Linked DNA regions of Zea mays: all the other regions are linked to region 3. The links are chromatin contacts, called in public Hi-C maps. All regions are on one chromosome and are shown on one strand. Each heading gives the region's core, a stretch centred on a gene start, on an enhancer-like site or on the middle of the called end of the contact. The rest is flanking DNA. Distances are from core to core; before and after follow the strand shown.

Region 1 (4,321 bases), core at 1,495-3,994, 340 kb after region 3:
TCTTCCGGGGTTGAGCCCGAGTCCGAGCCCTGGGGTCGGGCGAAGCGGAGTTCGTCGTCTTCCGGGGCTGAGCCCGAGTCCGAGCCCTGGGGTCGGGCGAAGCGGAGTTCGTCGTCTTCCGGGGCTGAGCCCGAGTCCGAGCCCCGGGGTCGGGCGAAGCGGAGTTTCCCATGGCGCCTAGGGCCGGACTTGGCTGCTGTCAGCCTCACTCTGTCGAGTGGCACAACAGTCAGAGCGGCGCAGGCGGCGCTGTCCTCTTGTTAGACCGGTCAGTGGAGCGGCGAAGTGACTGCGGTCACTTCGGCTCTGTCGACTGGAGGGCGTGCGTTAGGGTAAAGGTGTCAGGCCACCTTTGCATTAAATGCCCCTGCGATTTGGTCGGTTGGCGTGGCGATTTGGCCAAGGTTGCTTCTTGGTGAAGACTGGGCCTCGGGCGAGCCGAAGGTGTGTCCGTTGCTGGAGGGGGGCCTCGGGCGAGACGTAGATCCTCCGGGGTCGGCTGCCCTTGCCCTAGGCTGGGCTCGGGCGAGGCGTGATCGCGTCCCTCGAATGGACCGATCCCTGACTTAGTCGCACCCATCAGGCCTTTGCAGCTTTGTGCTGATGGGGGTTACCAGCTGAGATTTAGGAGTCTTGAGGGTACCCCTAATTATGGTCCCCGACAAGTGGGGTATAGGGGGAGTATTTAGAGGAAATCGATGCGGGAGATAAAAAAGTAGGAGATAAACTGTTGATGATGTGATGTAAAAAAAGTGATATAGAGGGAGAAATTTAGAGGGAACCGCTGCAGATAGTCTTAGGCATCTTGGCCTCTCCTAGGCCAAGACATACAAAGTGCATAGCCAGTTTACATGCTCTGTTGGAAGACGCGTCTCAGAGAAACATTGGACGTGGGAGAGATGTCTTCTGTGTGCATCATGTGAGGCTATTTTCAGCAACTTATTTATTCTCGTACTTATATTTAGGGTTGAAAACGGTCGGAAACGATATTTATTCGGTAATCAATTTTTGGTCAATTTTCTTTAGTTACGAATAAATATGATATAGAATCTACTATACAAATTTGTATTCTTGTTTTTAATATTGAACTTCTAAAAATCATAAAAGGTAACACTCAAATTCATCATATATTTTCTCAAATAAAATATATAAAAGTCGGTATGGATTCGGAAACAAATTTGATAATTTTTCATTGTTTTGTTGTAGGGGGCAAACAATACATAAAACAATTTATGCAATATTTTATTTTTATTTGTAATAATGTGCTTGGTAACATAATAAAAGATCAACAAATTTTATAATATCTATTTTAAAATATTAAATTGTCATAACAGCCCGGGTTACCACTTTCATCCCTACTTATAATCGAACTCTACTCACTGTTGAGAAATTTGTTATTTTGTCACTCTTAATTTTGGCTCTCTGATATTATGTCATCTCGTGTTTATGACTGGTGGAACTATTATATATGATTTTTGGGCCCGATGGCATACTGACGCCCACAAATGATAGTGACAAAATTGCAAATGGCTACTCCTCATTGGGGTTGATCTTATGAGAGAGTATTACGTCTTTCTTTATTTAGAGTGTTTGGTTCAGTTTTTTTTCTCAGGAACTTTTATGAGAATCTGATTGTAGAGAGAATCTGAGTACGATGAAGATTACGTGTGAAGAAAGATAAAAGAGTTCGTAGGGTTCAGAATGTAGAAATTGACGGTTTACTACTATCGCAACGGCTCGACCGATTTTGTGTTAACGTTGTTTGGATGGTTTTGAGCAAAGTAATTTTTATAGAAACGCTTAAAAGTTAGCCATTTGGCAGTCTATAGTAGCTTCTAGTGGTCAGAAGTTGGAAAAAGTTGAAACAAACGGCGCCTCAAAGTCAATAATTGACTATTTGGATTGGATAGCAACCGTTTTCTTTTCATTCACATCTGATTAAACTTGGAGGCAAATTTGATTTTCTTTTACCACGTCTCCAGATCGACAATCTGAACATGGAAGCTTCTAAACCGGGAAAAGACTCATCTCCCAGACGAGACGACTGACAACAAATCACATTAACGTCCACGCGCAAAAACGCCAATAAATGGGATGAGCCTGGATCACAAAATTTTTAGCGCGTCCGGCCGTTCGCCCAGCGCCCATCCATCTCATCCCAGCGCGTCCGACCACCAAAATAGGCGCCGCCCGCCGCCCGGACCCGATCGCCTCCCAATCCCGGGCCGCCGTGCGCCCGTCCGCCGCGGCCACCTCCCTGGCCTCCTCGTCACCTGCGGCGGCACCCTCTGCGCCGCCACCGCGTTCACGCGCTCCCGTCGCTGTCGGCCCCGCTCCCCTATTTATATCCCCGCCCCGTCGCTGTCGGCAGGCGCGCATCAAGCTCCTGCCCCCCCTTTCCTCTTCATCCTCTCCTCCCTCGCGGCGCGCACGCTCTCCGCCCTCCCAAGTCCCAAGGAAACCTATCCACCATTCCGGCGGTCGATACATCCATCCGTCCAGGGAGAGCAAGGAATAATCAACCAATCGGCCAGCGAATCAGTCGAAGGGAGGAGGAGAGCCGGAGTCCGACCAGCGCGGCGCGGGTTGGTGGTCCCTTGCGTCTCCGGCTCTGCCCCGCGGCGCCGTCTTTTGTGGTTCTTGCGTTGCGTCGAGGAAGCAGAATCCGCGACGAGGAGAAGGAGGGAGAGGCGTTCATCGGGTTGCGCTGCGTCTGTCGCACGGCAAGACGGCGGCGTTGAAGATGCGGGTGCTGGAGGAGGACCTCTTCCCCTCCACCCCGGGCAAGGTGAAGATCGAGCGGGCGGGCGCCATGAACCGGCAGCTCCACCGCTGCTTCGCGTCCACCAGCACCATGTTCCTGTGGGCGCTGTTCCTCGTCGCCATGACGGCGTCCTACCTCAGCTTCCAGTCCTTCGTCGACACCTCCTCCAAGTACTTCGCCGCCTCCTGGGGCGGCCTGCACTGGGAGAGGCAGATCCGCGCGTCCGCCGTGCCGAGGCGGCCCCCCGGGTCAGCCGCCGGGGCCGGGATGTCGGTGCTCGTCACGGGCGCCGCGGGCTTCGTGGGCACCCACTGCTCCCTCGCCCTCCGCAGGCGCGGCGACGGCGTGGTCGGCGTCGACAACTTCAACGCCTACTACGACCCGTCGCTGAAGAAGGCGCGCAGGGCGCTGCTCGCCTCCCACGGGGTGTTCGTCGTCGAGGGCGACATCAACGACGGCCGCCTCCTGGCCAAGCTCTTCGATGTCGTGCCCTTCACCCACGTGCTCCACCTCGCCGCGCAGGCCGGCGTGCGCTACGCCATGGAGAACCCGGCGTCGTACGTGCACTCCAACGTCGCCGGCCTCGTCACGCTCCTCGAGGCCTGCAAGGACGCCGACCCGCAGCCGGCCATCGTCTGGGCCTCCTCCTCCTCCGTCTACGGCCTCAACGACAAGGTCCCCTTCTCGGAGCGCGACCGCACCGACCAGCCGGCCTCACTCTACGCGGCCACCAAGAAGGCCGGCGAGGAGATCACGCACACGTACAACCACATCTACGGACTCTCCATCACCGGCCTCCGCTTCTTCACCGTGTACGGGCCCTGGGGCCGCCCCGACATGGCCTACTTCTCCTTCACCCGCAACATCCTTCAGGGGAAGCCCATCACGGTTTACCGCGGCAAGGACCACGTGGACCTGGCCCGCGACTTCACCTACATCGACGATATTGTCAAGGGCTGCCTCGCCTCCCTGGAAACGGCCGGCAAGAGCACCGGCACCGGCGGCAAGAAGCGCGGGCCGGCGCCCTACAGGATCTTCAACCTCGGCAACACCTCTCCCGTTACGGTGCCCAACCTGGTGTCCATCCTGGAGAAGCACCTCCGCGTCAAGGCCAAGAAGAACGTGGTCGAGATGCCCGGCAACGGCGACGTGCCCTTCACGCACGCCAACATCTCCCTAGCCAGGGAGCAGCTCGGGTACAAACCCACCACCAACCTGGACGTCGGCCTCAAGAAGTTTGTCAAGTGGTACCTGTCCTATTACGGCTACACCAGGGGAGGATCCAAGAACTCGCGACATTGATCCGTGCTAATTCTTTCTCCTTTTCCTGCTTTGGCCCGGCCGTGGCCACCATGCTAGGTCGGACATTGACATTGGATTTTGTTGGTTGGTGGAAATATGTTATGTTAGGATGTTCGTCGAAGAAAAATCCTTCGCTTGGTGTGGAGAGGTCTGGAGGAAGAAAGCAATGGAGAGCAGTCTTTTTTTTTTCCTTTTTCCTTCCTCCGTCTTCTTTCTCTCTGTGTAAATTGGCCGTTCTCCATTAATCAAACTGCA
Region 2 (4,558 bases), core at 913-3,412, 270 kb after region 3:
TACCCGTTCGTACCCCTTCTTCCATCGACGGATCGACCACGCATCCATCCATCCTGGCCGGCCGCTAATAGTAGCTATAGCTATAGCTGAGGTGAAAGGACAGGCACAGGGACGGGGCCTACGACTACGTGCGCGCTGCGCACGCGCAGGCAAGGCCAACGTGCATGTCTGTGAGCCGAGCCGATGCAGCTGGCCGTCCGTCCATCGCGTGACAAGATGGATCCTGAGAATGGCTACCTCTGTTGCCCTGCTGCTGCTGCGGGGCCCAGGGCGGGTGCCGTCTGGTTCGGCGCGGCCCCATGCGTGCGTGCGTGCGTGCACACTGCACAGTGCATCGCGCCTGTTGGAATTTGGGCCCATTTGAGCCGTCCATTGCATTCTGTTTAAATTCCAAAGTAAAGTGACTGTTGGATTTTAGTCCCACATTGCTAATTTAAGAAGTTATAGACTAAATTATATAGCTACGGTCATTCTCATACCTAAATAGATAAAGTAACAGGAGATAGAGCATGGCTAGTTTACGACCTATTCGTGTTCAGGTTTCCCCCCGGTCTCGAAATTCTCTTCCAATTTTCCTTTGCGCATAAGTGCTGTGATTGAATATATATGAATTTTGCCTCTATTTAGAATCTGGTTTTAGAATACTACGCAATTTTCCATCATCGCCTACGTCCCTGTCGGCTTCTCTCCTCGCGTGCAATGGCCACGTTGGGCTGGCAAGTGGGCCTCCGTGGTTCAGTTGCGTTGCGCCTAGCTGGTTCCGTCCCGTGCTAGGCTGCTGCTAGCTAGCGTCGTCGTCGTCGTCGTGTGCTACTGTATGTGGTGGACCGACGACAGCACGTGTATGCGTCGCATCGTCGTTTACCCGGCCATGCCCATGCTGCGGTCGAATAGCTTCCATTCAGCTCCGCTTCAAGAACAGTACGTAGCTAGTACCTGAACTTGCTAGCAGTTGCTACCACATAAAGCTGCTTCTCTATCTGCTGTGCCGTGCGCGCACGCGACGCATCGCTTTCGAGCGAAAACGAGGTATAAAGCCGAGCGGCTGGGCTGTGCGGCCCTGTGCATCATGCACGCACGAGCACGATGGATGGATCCGTATGGAGCTGCTCCAGCTGCAGCAGGGGCCCGACCCGGTCCGCGCGACAGGAACACGGCACATGCGCAAGCTTCCGCCCGCCCTCGCACCCCAACGTGGTTGCTGGCTGTGTACAGTGACTGCGTGCGCACTGCTTGCTGGCTTCTACTACTACTGATCTCGGATTCTCGCTTTGTTTTGGTTTTTGTCTGCACTGCTTGCTGGCGAGCTATAGCTGCACTGCATGCGAGCGAATAGAATAGGGGGGGAAATGAAGGGCGGGCAAGCAGTGCATTGCATGTGAATGAACAATACAAACTGTGCTCGCTCCTTCATAAGAAACGACGACAAAGGATGATTAGTAGCGTGCAAACGAGCAATTATTTATTTACTACCGCGCGCATGCATATGCAGTGTCACATGCATGCCACCACCAAATGCACTCATAATATATTGGGCGAGGGGGATAAGCAACCTGTCCCGCTAATTAAGGGCTATGATGAGTGTGACCGGCCTACTGATGATACCCGGCCAGCGTCATCGTCACGGAACTAGCATATAGTATATGTCAGAACAGCGTACGTACGCTGAAACTCAAATGTACGCTGATATATACCATGCAACAAATTAAAAACAAGCATCAGTCCCCCCAAAACTAAGATAAAATGACACTATGATATTGTCAACTCTCGGGTACGGTGTGCTGTTCACGTAAGCCCTTCGTGAGCATACAGACCATGCATGTGGCCGATGGGGCCTCTCCCTCCCTAATCCTTTTCGAGGACGTTGCATGAGAGTCGTCAAGTACGCGTCGTACATTCGCAATACACGTACGTACCCCGGGTATACCGTATACACATATTAAAATCCGTTCAATGAAGGCGAGCTTATTGTTGCAATCGCAGGACAAGATGCATAGCCAGGCATGCATATAGTGGACCTGGGCCTTGACCTCTCCCATGTGCCTGCATGTGCACTGTCTCCTCCCCTCTCGCCGTTTAGCGGTTTAGGGCCCAGCCCAGCCAATGAACGCCATATATAGCTAGGCTGCTCCGTCCGGGTCCTTCGCATTGCCATATGTGTGTCTGTGATCATCTTGCTAACAACCTTCCATTATCTTTTCCTCCTTCTTCTTCTTCTTTTGCTCCCTGCTTTCTCTAGCTCTCAGCTCAGCTCAGCGCGCTCACAAACAAATATCTGTCCTCTTCGATCGGATCCACAACTACTAAAGCACCACCGTACCACCATTACCAGACCGGCGCCCGTATGCGATTACCCGGCAAATTAGCACCCGGGTTCTGATCGATCATCGTCAGCCCTTGGATTCATTCCATCCTCGTTCCATTGATACGGTACGGTGGCCAAGCTAAATTAAGAAGCCCACACCCAGCGTCGTCGTCGTGCTTGCAATTGCATCTTCTTCCACATGTCTCCTTCACCGCCGCCAAGCAGCGGCTGCAGCCTAGCAGTACTAGTAGGCGGCACGAGTACTGCAGGGTCGTCCAACAAGTTCAGGCACGCCATCCTCAGGAACCTGCTCCTACGGCTCAGCAACAAGGACGGCGCTGCGTCGCCGTCGTGGTCCAGTGCCATGAGCCTGCGCGAGAGGAGGGACGCCGTCAGGCACGCCGCCGACGCCGCCCTCGCCGCCGCACGGGGCGCCGCGCCGCGCTGGAGCCGGGCTTTGGCGGCGGAGCTCTCGTCGCAGTCGCAGTCGCAGCAGCATGGCCGGTGGCACTGGCACGACGACGACGCGCCCCACCTGCTTGTCGCCGGCGCCGATGCACGGCCTTCGGGCCATCAGACGTGCTTGCCGTGCGGGACGGCGGCGGCGGTGGCAGCAGCCGGCTGCAGGAAGACCGTCCCGAGGCGGCGGAGGCTCCGGGTCCGGGCCAGGCCCAAGAGCGGAGCCACTACGGCCTGGTCCGCTGGCGCTGTCGCGCGGGTCGTGGCGAGGCGGCGGGCGCGGGCCGGGGCGCTGAGGAGGATGGTGCCGGGAGGGCGAGGGATGGCGGACGAGTGCACGCTGCTTGGTGAGACCCTAGACTACGCCGTGTCGCTCAGAGCTCAGGTCGACGCCATGCAGCTCCTGTTGAGGACGCTCCAGCCTCCAGGCCACGCCAACAACAACCCTTAATTGTAAGTCCTCAGCTTGTTTTCATTTTCGCCGGCCCACTACGTATACTCCTGTCGCTCATTTTAAATTAAATTTCTGCGGTTATTAGGTTGGTTCCAAATTTGTTTATTACATTTTACTAACTGCTTGTTGTGTTCTCGCGGTGTTTTGCAGTGCTGAAGCAGCAGTAGTGAGGGGAATTCGAACTACTACACATATATATACGTACTGAAATGTGATCAAGACCGTCCATCGTTCATGGATATAATATAAGACATGCATCATGACGGAATGGAGAGCTTTTCCCCGGCCCTCTCTTCCTTTATTCTCCTCTTGCATACGTGCTGCTAGCAGCTCTCTTCCTGTTTGTTTCTTCATTCTGTAGCACTGAGAGAGATCATGAGGCGAAGGTCATGTGTGCGTGCCGTATATATATGTACAGTACAGTACTAGTGTGTGCTACGTACGTGCTACTCCGACACAAATATATATATGCATGTACATAAGTTTTTGGTTACTCTTTAAACAAGCTAGCTAGCTGGGCGTGCATAAACCGATGTATGGGGAGTTAATTGACCGGAGACTGGTGGTGGACCCGGACGATGGAGATGGCTGCTGCACACGTTCGCCGCCGGAAAAGATCGATGACAAAGTGAAGACGTACGAATCGAGCGGACAGGTGGTCGGAGGAAGGCAGCAGGGATCACGATATGCATGCATGATGACCGGAGACATGGTGAACACTCAGACGTCGACGTACACATACGCATGCATGCATGTTGAACAGCTGCTGAGAACGAACAATACAAGAACATGCCATGCATTTCATGCATGCGCGGATGATGCCCACGGCGGCCCACCAGCAGCTGGAATCGTGGATATAGCTAGCGATCTACCCCATAGATATTGGTTGGTGGACTTTTCGCTCGCGTTGATTGACCAGCAACATGGCATACAGGTACAGCAGTGTACGCACGTCGACCGTAGTGACGAGTGAGGTGTCGAACATATATAGGTAGTCAATCTAATAAATTACTGAACCATATAATTAACTTTAAAACACTAGCCATTCAGTATTTTGTCGTAATTAGTTTTGTAAAAAAATAAATGTACTAAAAGTTCATATTAATTAATTACTGAACTAACCACGTAGGTAATATATCTATCTACCTTTGTTGGTTCCTTGGTTGGGTGAAAGTTGTGGCCATATATGTGATCATTTAATTATAAGCTAGAATTTGACAGCGAATTGAAGAGAGAGCCACTTCCACAGTCACCTTTCTGGGCTTTGGATCGGGAACATACTGGGCCGCTACGTTCGGAACTCCCGGTTCCAGTGGACGTGGGCCGCCCCACGTAGCACA
Region 3 (4,479 bases), core at 96-2,595:
CTACAAAACCGGGATAAGTTTGACAGAAGTGAGTGACCTTCGCAGAACTCCAAACACACGGAACTCATCTTCGAGTTCCCCGGAAGTCACGCGTGCATCCAAGTTGCCGACATACACACGGGCCATTGTGAACGAATCCTGAACTTAGTCAGAAGAGGCACAAATAGAGTTAAGTCAAATTAGCACCCCCAAACAATTAACCAAAAAAAACACATTGTAAACAATTTTCATGTCCAAAAGGTGCTAAGAGTAAGGGATGAGTATCATAAATCAAAACAGGTGGGTATCCGAAATCAAGACATGTCTCACAGAACATCACAGACACCACCTGCCACAAATCCTGGTAATGAGTAGCCGACCAGATTCGGAATCCAACAATGTTCTAAACAAAAATTAGTACCAGCCGATGTTTTGCTGCTACAGCAGCAAATTTACAACAGAGTGGTCAGAATCATATTTGGAAGTCTAAACAATTACCGACCCTTGCCAGCAAAGTTAGATCAGATCCTCATTCCCTAAACCAAGGAGGTACCTCTATTGACCCAAACGAACAGGAGAACAGGTCATTGCATGATAAATCGGATGATATAAGAATACTAAAGAACGTCAAGCGGATTCGATACGGATTCGCAACAACTCCAATCCAATCACGAGATGGGCACAGTATGACGACTCAAACAGAAGGGGCACGCGGATTGCGCGCGACCAGCTCATGAGGAGATGGCGTCGACAACAACCAGTTACGCTTCTAGGGTTCCAAAAGCTTGGAGAGACTAACACAGATGCGGAATCAGACATGAGACTGGATCAGAGAGCTTTGTTGTTACCTACGCGGGAACAGATGAGAGCAGTCGCGAGTAGCACGTCCAAGTTCCCGCCTGCGGCAACTGCGGCTGCAGCGTTGGCGGCGGCGCAGGGCAGAGTGAAGCGAAGAACCTTCTGGTTGTGTGGAGCCGATGGGAAGGAGAAGGACGGGTTGTCTGTTCTGGAGACCGGGTGGGACCGTAGGAGTAGGAGGCCGGGCCATATATGGGGCTGATTGTGTGAGTTGAGTCGTACACTCGCGTGGGCCTTTTGGCTCCTCGGGCCATATGCCCATTAGCAACCCTGCTTTCTCCAAGTCCGGGCCCAACACCCACTATGGGCTTTCCTAGTCACCTCTCTCTCATCAAACTCAACACCAATCATCGTAGTTCGCCCCCTTCACGAAGGAACCTGCTCGGCCTCGCCGTCCCCGGCGCGTGGAGCGCGTCGCGTCCGCCACACGCACCGACCATCCCCTGCCCTCATCAGCAATCCCCGGCCCGCAGCGTACAAATACACGCTCCCCGCCGCTCCGACCTCACTTTCCCCGCCTCCATCACCAATTCACGATCTCCTTTCCCGCACCGCGCCCCGGATCGCCGGCTCGCAATTCCGGAGTTAAATTCCCCTCCACCGCAACCGTCATGGGCGGCTCCCACAGCCGCGAGGACGTCGATCTCACCTCCTCCGACGAAGAGGAGGAATTCGAGGACGACTATGACGCCCGATCACCCATCGCGGAGGCCGCAGCGAGCGCGGGGCAGCGCGACGACGACCTCCTCCGCACCGCCACACCTTCCTCGCTTGAGGCCATCGACGCCAAGCTCAGGTCGCTGGATCTCAAGTACCAGAGACCTACCGCCGCCAAGCTCTACCTCCACGTCGGCGGGGCCTCGCCTTCCGCGCGCTGGGTGCCCGCCGAGCGCCGCGCGACCTACGCATTCGTCGACCAGTCGAGCGACGACGCCTCCTCCCCCAGGTGGTTCCTAGAGGTTGGGCCGGGGCCGCGGGTCTCCGCGCCCGTGGACTCGGCGCTCCAGCTGAAGACGATCCCCGCGCAGCGCCGGGCGGACTTCGCCGCGAGCGGGTCCGTATGGGCTCTGCGACTACCCACCGACGCCGAATTGCGCCGGTTCAGGGTGGAGTACGAGCGCTGTCTTTTCGAGAACACGTACGGAGTGGAGGCCACGGACGAAGGGCGGAAGGAGGTGTTCGGCGCCGACTTCGCCGCGTGGGCGCGGCCTGCCGAGGCCGACGACACTGTTTGGGCCGACGCGGAGGAAAGCCTCACCCCTCCCGCCGCAGCACCAGGGAAGGACCTGCTTAAGGAGTTCGAGGAGGAGGCCGGCGACGGCGACAGCATCCAGAGCCTCGCGCTTGGGGCGCTTGACAACAGCTTCTTAGTCGGCGGCGCCGGGATACAGGTGGTCAAGAACTTCCGCCACGGCTTGCACGGGAAGGGCGCGTCGGTGAAGATCTCGGGAGGCCGTGGCGGCAGTGGGAGCGCTTATTCGACGCCGAAGAAGGCACTGCTGATGCGCGGCGAGACTAACATGCTACTGATGAGCCCAGGAGAGGCTCTGCATTCCAATGGTGTTCACCATGTTGACGTTGAGACTGGGAAGGTTGTCGCAGAATGGCGGTTTGAGAAGGATGGAGCTGATATCACAATGCGAGACATTGCCAATGACAGCAAGGGAGCGCAGTTGGAACCCTCCGGGTCGACATTCTTGGGCCTGGATGACAACAGGTTGTGTAGATGGGATATGCGCGACGCCAGAGGCCGGGTGCAGACAATCGGTAGCTCATCAGACTCACCAGTGCTGAACTGGTCACAGGGTCATCAGTTCTCGCGGGGCACCAATTTCCAGTGCTTTGCAAGTACTGGGGATGGTTCAATCGTTGTTGGTTCTGTGGATGGCAAGATCAGACTCTATTCTAAGAGCTCGATGCGTATGGCGAAGACAGCATTCCCAGGCCTTGGGTCCCCGATTACACATGTAGATGTTACTTATGATGGGAAATGGATTCTGGGAACAACTGACACATACTTGATCTTGATATGCACTATCTTCAAGGACAAAGATGGGAAAGAAAAGACTGGGTTTAGTGGCCGAATGGGGAATAGGATTGCTGCACCAAGGCTTCTGAAGCTCACTCCACTTGATTCAGTTTTAGCCGGGACCGACAACAAATTCCACGGCGGGCAATTCTCATGGGTAAGTTCAAATCTACTGTTCTGAGCACATAATAATAGATGCCCATGTTGCTAATCTAGTAAAATTAAATAGAATGCTAATCTAGATATGCATGATAAATGAATTATCTGGATTTATCTTGTCCTGGTCATAGTAACAGTTCGTTGTTGCACTAACTAATTTATGCAAGTGATTTGTATAGATGTAATGGAATTATTCTCACAACAAGTAACTCTGTACCAATTAAATGCCAGTGATTTGTATAGAGGAGAGAACTTGTTCACCCTTTTCTCTATGCATATGAACGTGCCTACTCGAAGTGATTTGTTTTATCTCGAAGTGGTAACAACTAGTATGAAGTGATTGTTTTGTCCTCATTTTTAACAGCATGATCTCTGCACCTAGTAAGAAGTACCGGTGTGTAGTAGGAGGCGGTAATTATGTTCCTACAAGGACATTTGTAGAATCATGTTATAGTTGTTGTACTTAAACCTTGAGGAGCAGTCTCAACAACTCAGAAGGCGAAAATAACCTTGCTTAAAGACCACTTCTAAAAAAATATCCCACCTTGGACACTTCTTATTGCCTGCAAGGGTAATTTGCGGTTCAAATTTATTGCATAGTAATGTTGCAACAGTTGGGTACAACACTATCCGAGTGCAGTCATGTGCATTCCATTGCTAGTGCTGTGACGTGGGCATTTGCATTGCAAAAATTCTATGTAGTAGTGATCATTACTTCGTTATTGGTGATCATTTGCCTGTAAACCTTGAACACTTCTAATTGCCTGTGATGGTAAACCTTGCAGTTGAGTTCAACACTACAGCCAAGTGCGCTCATCTGCGTTTGCATTTCAAAACTTTGCTTTATAGTGACCGTTGCTAGTAAACTGGCTTCCTATGAATTTTATGTTCCTTGATGCTTCGGTACAGATCAGAATTTGTTCTGATGCCAGTTCCTCTGCATTCAATTGGTTTCATTTCATCAGGTAACGGAGAACGGAAAGCAGGAAAAGCACCTTGTCGCTACAGTCGGCAAATTCAGCGTCATTTGGAATTTTCAGCAAGTCAAGGACAGCAACCATGAGTGCTACCGTGATCAGCAGGGCCTCAAGAGCTGCTACTGCTACAAAGTTGTCCTCAAGGATGAATCAATCGTCGACAGCCGCTTCATGCACGAGAAGTTTGCGACGAGTGACTCTCCTGAAGCTCCGCTCGTTGTCGCTACGCCAATGAAAGTCAGCTCCTTCAGTATAGCAAATCGACGCTGACTCCGAAGCTCTTTTCCCCAGTTGTGCAGAAATAATCTGAGAAGTTGCAGGTTTTTGTTCAGTTTGTTCCTTTTTCCTCTTTTAGACGGTTTGGTTAGTTCTGTTGGTACAGAACTGATCGAGGTTCCTCCCGAGAAGAACTGGTTTTTGTGTCGTGTGCATGTCTGGTCATTTGTAGCGGGCTAGCGGCTCGGTAAAATGGTGTGT

Evidence for each region. Hi-C and Micro-C count contacts between places; a contact is called where the count stands out from the background.
Region 1: a contact with region 3 is called in a Hi-C map of leaf, with 7 times the contacts expected there. The contact joins the promoter of LOC732831 here to the promoter of LOC100285916 in region 3. A contact is called at or near these places in 3 of 25 Hi-C or Micro-C datasets (endosperm, leaf and leaf mesophyll).
Region 2: a contact with region 3 is called in a Hi-C map of tassel, with 2.7 times the contacts expected there. The contact joins the promoter of LOC100274484 here to the promoter of LOC100285916 in region 3. A contact is called at or near these places in 2 of 25 Hi-C or Micro-C datasets (leaf and tassel).

What each region holds. Positions count from the first base shown.
Region 1 is chr4:179,869,965-179,874,285 of Zm-B73-REFERENCE-NAM-5.0, reverse strand. It overlaps LOC732831 (UDP-glucuronic acid 4-epimerase), which reads left to right and starts at 2,744. Exons shown (of 1, transcript NM_001112441.1): 1 at 2,744-4,066. The coding sequence starts at 2,744. The coding sequence ends at 4,066.
Region 2 is chr4:179,934,134-179,938,691 of Zm-B73-REFERENCE-NAM-5.0, reverse strand. LOC100274484 reads left to right here and starts at 2,162. Exons shown (of 2, transcript NM_001148843.1): 1 at 2,162-3,217; 2 at 3,369-3,717. The coding sequence starts at 2,505. The coding sequence ends at 3,215.
Region 3 is chr4:180,205,932-180,210,410 of Zm-B73-REFERENCE-NAM-5.0, reverse strand. LOC100285916 (protein CYPRO4) reads left to right here and starts at 1,345. Exons shown (of 2, transcript NM_001367228.1): 1 at 1,345-3,023; 2 at 3,991-4,479. The coding sequence starts at 1,449. The coding sequence ends at 4,272. LOC100280612 reads right to left here and starts at 1,001. Exons shown (of 6, transcript NR_176461.1): 1 at 828-1,001.